2 separate regions of the Lactuca sativa genome follow, and region 2 is linked to region 1. Evidence: chromatin contacts called from public Hi-C data. All regions are on one chromosome and are shown on one strand. The core of a region is the stretch at or near the end of the contact, and the rest is flanking DNA. Distances in the headings are between cores, read along the strand shown.

Region 1 (2,700 bases), core at 94-2,593:
CGAGAGGTGGTTGACCTTTACGATGTGTTAAAAGGACATTTCCTGGTTTCACATCGTTATGCGCGTATGGAGGGTCAAGAGAATGCAAATGCTTCAGTCCTGCACACAACTGCAACCCAAATCCTACAATTAGACCCCTTAGACCCTGACAGGACAGAACAGGTTGTACTGACAGGATAGGACAGGACAGAACAGATTGTACTGTATTTGCATTGCAATGGACAAAAATTACAGTTTTTTATATTTACAAAAAACAGAGAGTGAGAATTCTAGATGCATAACGGTTGCTGGTTACCTGTCGGAAAATATGAAGAACATCAGATGTAGAAAAAAATTGTTTTTTAGATTTCATTGTTGTTGAATTGTCCAACAAAGTCCCATCCAGATGAACTGGAAACAACAGGTATGCTTCATGTGTCCAAGGTTGTTCCGGTGTGGCCTGTCCAACAAAACAGAATCATGTTAATGGATAACATTTTATTTGTTCGATCACACTCAACAGATTTTCATAAAGTGAATGAAAAAAGTCGATGATTTTATATGATCATAGATCTGATTGCGTATAGAAGTAAGCTACCTTTACTGGAATAATGGCATGATCCAACAATGGCAGCAGATTTGGGTGGCTAAACAAGGCGGATACACGGATCTCTTCCTTCACCAACTCCAGCTGATCATTATTCTGAATCAAAACTTTCTTCATCGCATACGTTCCATCCTCTGGGGATCAAATTAATTCGTAACTATAACGAAATCAACGAATGCAATGCGGATACTTTGAAACCCTAGAAATGGAATCTCAGATTGTGGGATTTGTATTTACCGGCGATGTGAGAGGGGTCTTTGAACTTCTTAGAGACGCCACCGCCGGAAGCGTCGGTGAAGGCCTCCCTAACAAGGAAGACGTAGGCAAAACCACCCTCGCCGAGCTGGCGGACGATCTTGAAGCGGTTGTCGTTGATCCAAACATCAGCGCCTCCGTTAACGGCGTCGTATAGGGCGTTTAATCCTGAAAAAGAACACCCCATTTCCTAGCTCAGTTATTGGTAAATGGCGATGCTCTCCCGTAAAGAGCAAACCCCTCTCCCTCTGTCTGTACTCCCCGAAAAGATTGCCGGAAGGAATGAATCTTCGATATTAAGGAGTTCGTGGGTTTCTGTGTGTTGACATAAGAACAGATCATGGGATATCTGGAGCTGATTGTAAATCGAGTAGAATTCACACAATCATGGCGATTGATCAATTCTTGTTGAATGGGAAGGGTTAACTAGGTGAAAAACTAAAAAAGAAAATTGATGTGAAAAACTAATAAAGATGATTAGGGTGTTCTTTCAGATTATCACAAATATTCGACAAGATTTTTCACCTAATAAAATAATTGGATTAGGGTGTTTTTTAGATAATCTTTTTCACGTTATTTAAGTTTAAAGGTTGTTTTAGATTATTTTTTTTATCAAAATATGTTATTGATTTATTAGATTTTTAAAAAGTCCAATTATAGCTCGACATGCTCTTAAATGCTTTTTAAATGACATTTTAACATACTTGAAGATAGAGGTTTTTAATCTTATCTTTTTTAATGAATTTGGCTTTTTAAATTGAAAATGATAATATTACTGTAATGAACACTCTAACCTTATCTTTTCCTTCTCTCTATTCTTTCCATGAATTTTTTAGTCATTTTACAATTAAAATGTTTTTGCAATCATAAAAACTAATTTAAACATTAAAAAAAAAAAACTAATTTTATCAAAACCATAATGTCAATAAATATTTATTTTCCAAAATCATTTTTAGACTTCAAAATGCAATCTCAAACACCCCCTAAATGTTTTTACCATTATTTAGATAAATGAACAGTGATGGTTACCGGTTAGTTGTGGCGGATTTATTCATTCTATATGTATGTTTTAAAACTTTCACCGAATACAAAAAAACTGAAAAACTAAAAACTTCCAGCTTTGATATCTCGACTTTGGAGGACTGTAAGTCAATGAATATAAAACTAAAAATGAAAAATTTATAGTCTAGAATCATGTACAAACTCTAAACTACATGTTAGAAAAAACCGTATGTCAATTGAAGTTGAAACGAATAAAATATGCATTTTTTAAACGTTTCATAAAAACCGGTTTCGGCCCTAAAAGTGGTTCCGGTTCCAAAAACCGGTTCCGATTTCTAGACCCGGTTTACCCGGACCCGATGGACCCAAACCCGGATTACCCGGAACCCGGATAAAACTAATTTTTAAACCCGGAACCGGACCCGATTCTATATATTCCGGTTCTAACGGTTCCGATTCCGGTCCGGTTTTCCGGTTCTAAATCTCATCCCTAGTGGTGACTCATATCATATTTTCATTGTCATTGCTGATGAGGAGGTAAACCCGTAGGATTTTTTTTTTTTTACTAGCATTGTACATTATTTTTTTGGAAAATCTACCAAAATATATTATTTCTGCATAAATTTAGAGTTGGTTACTAAGTTGGATTAGTGTAAAAGCCATCCTTTTAATTGTTATTGTCTTGATGGTCTATTTGTGATGTTTATGTTGAATTTTAGTTTTATGAAATCATTCTATTGTGATCATAGTATATGTTTACTACTTTAGTTGTTTAGTTGAAAAAAAAATCCAGAATCTCATGTTACACAAATTAGACCACAATAAATTAAAGATCAAAGCATACACAAAAAAATTCA
Region 2 (2,700 bases), core at 159-2,658, 430 kb before region 1:
ATATAAAAACTTCTATAAGCTCTTTATTTCAATTATATGATATTGAGAGGGTGTTTGGGATTTTATTTTAATTTTAAAAGGAATTTTAAACAAAATGACTTATTGACTTATGGTGGTAAAAAAAGAAGTTTTTAGAAAAACATTTGAATTAGATTTTTGTGGTGGGAAAAAATTAATAAATCAATAAGCTATTTTTTTTAAAAAATGTTTGTCTTAACTTAATGGTATTTTAAGATAATATTGACTTTTACAACTCAAAAAGTCATAAGGAATTTAGAAAAATTACAAATTCTAACTTCTTAAAATCTCATTTTTAAAGGGTTAAGGAGAAATTGTTTTTAAAAGTCTTTTTCGTTTTGCCAAAGACTTTTTATGACTTATTGACTTTTCAAAAAACCAATAAGTTAATAAGTTGTTTTGAAATTTGAAATCCCAAACACCCTCTAAATAATAATCCTAATTTGATAAACATTTTTAATTAAAAAAAATTATAAACAATAATGTATTCTTTCAATCTTTCTATATAAAATTAAGGGAAAACTTTAGAAAAACCCAACATATTTTTATCAAATGCTTAAAAAAACCACTATATTATTTTTTAATGCATTAAAACCCTTATATATTCTGAAAGTATTATTTAAGTCTTTTTGACCTTAGCAAAACTCGATCTATTTTCATCTAAGCATTAAAAAAACCACTATATTATTCTTCTAGCACATCAAAACCCTTATATTTTTTTTGAAAATTTTTAATCTAATGGATTGTAACCAGTTGAGAATCGATTACACAACATTTTTTTTTTGTTATTTAGGGTTTACTAGATTTAAAACCTTAAATTAGACATTTTAAAAAATATAAAGATTTTAACATAAAAGAATATAGTGTTTTTTCTAAACATTTGATGAAAATATGTTTTTCTAAGGTTTTTCCTAAAATTAAATAATAAAATCATGAGTAAATTATACAAATGGTCCTTATGGTTTAGGGTAATTTGCACGTTTGGTCTCTAACTTATTTTTTTAACTCGGAAGATCCCTACTGTTTGTTTTTGTTACACGCTTGGTCCCTGTCTTACCTAAAAAAACTATTTTTTCCTTGATTATTTATTTATTTAAATAAAGACACCCCCAACTGCACTCCCTTTATTTTACCTTACCTACTCTACTATTTTTTTCTATTTAAATAATAGTCTTGTTAGGTAAGACATAGACCAAACGCGTAACAAAAACAAACGGCAGAGACTTTCTGAATTAAAAAAATAAGTTAGAGACCAAACTCGTAAATTACCCAAAACCATAGGGACCATTCATGTAATTTACTCTAAAATCAGATACAATCTTAATAAAAAATAAAACTATTTCCACGTGAGTGGGAGAGTATTTTATACAGGTTGGTTCGCTTTTGGCTTTTCAGACCCAAGATCGCCACCTAACAACTAACACCAAAAGCCGTTAAGACTTAAAAAAAACACTCTTGCGATCGCCGCCCCCAACGGCGGACTTCCCATATTCATCCTCCATTGATATACTCATATACCCATCCTTCCTGCTTCCTTACACCATTTCTCGATTCTCTCACTTTCTCTAGACTTCCAGCTTCTTACAATGGCATTAGCACCTCACGCCACCTCACTCTCAAAATCCTTCTTCTCTTCCAAACCCTCAATATCGTCATCATCAACTACTCCGCTTGTTAACCTACCGAACACCTCCCATAAATCTCGTAGGCAGTTCGTTGTTCGCAACTCCGTTACGATTGCTCAGCCACCGTCCATTTCGTCGACTAAATCATCCACTGTCAAATCGGTGAAGGCGAGGCAGATCATTGACAGCAGGGGAAATCCGACGGTGGAGGTTGATCTCGTTACTGATGATCTTTACCGATCAGCTGTCCCTAGTGGAGCATCCACTGGAATTTACGAGGCGTTGGAGCTCAGAGACGGTGATAAGAACGTCTATGGTGGCAAAGGAGTTCTTAATGCTGTTAAGAATATCAACGAGGTTTTGGGACCGAAGCTCATCGGTGTTGATGTCAGGTGAGAGTTTATTTCTCACATGCTCATTACAGTGTACATATAGCTCTAAAAAACGATTAATTCCTCAAATTTGCAAATTCTATGATCAATTACAGTGTACATATAGCCCTAATTAAGCTTCCTTTTACTAAAGTTGAGATCATTGAAGTTTCTCTCCATTTTTTTCTACATCAAGGAATCAAGCTGATTTTGATGCCATCATGCTAGAGATTGATGGAACTCCAAACAAGTCTAAACTTGGAGCTAATGCGATCCTTGGAGTTTCTCTTAGTGTATGTCGAGCTGGTGCAGGAGCAAAAGGTATACCTTTGTACAAGCACATTCAGGAGATATCAGGAACGAAAGAGCTTGTTATGCCAGTTCCAGCATTTAATGTCATCAATGGAGGCAGCCATGCTGGAAATAATCTAGCAATGCAAGAATTCATGATACTTCCAGTAGGTGCATCTTCGTTTGCTGAAGCTCTGCAAATGGGTAGTGAAGGTCAGCATATTCCCCCCAAAAAAGTCATACAATATTATTCGTATATTAGCATTCTAACGTATGAATATGAATACAGTTTATCACACACTAAAGGGAATCATCAAAGCAAAGTATGGACAAGATGCATGCAATGTTGGAGATGAAGGTGGATTTGCTCCCAATGTTCAGGATAACAGGGAAGG

What was found. Hi-C and Micro-C count contacts between places; a contact is called where the count stands out from the background.
Region 2: a Hi-C map of leaf shows a contact between it and region 1, with 4 times the contacts expected there. The contact joins the promoter of LOC111905759 here to the promoter of LOC111915640 in region 1. A contact is called at or near these places in 2 of 4 Hi-C or Micro-C datasets (bud and leaf).

The regions. Positions count from the first base shown.
Region 1 is chr5:56,266,181-56,268,880 of Lsat_Salinas_v11, reverse strand. LOC111915640 reads right to left here and starts at 1,343. Exons shown (of 6, transcript XM_023911280.3): 1 at 824-1,343; 2 at 578-720; 3 at 296-439; 4 at 1-109. The coding sequence starts at 1,028.
Region 2 is chr5:56,700,758-56,703,457 of Lsat_Salinas_v11, reverse strand. It overlaps LOC111905759 (enolase 1, chloroplastic), which reads left to right and starts at 1,408. Exons shown (of 7, transcript XM_023901501.3): 1 at 1,408-2,035; 2 at 2,211-2,518; 3 at 2,595-2,700. The coding sequence starts at 1,605.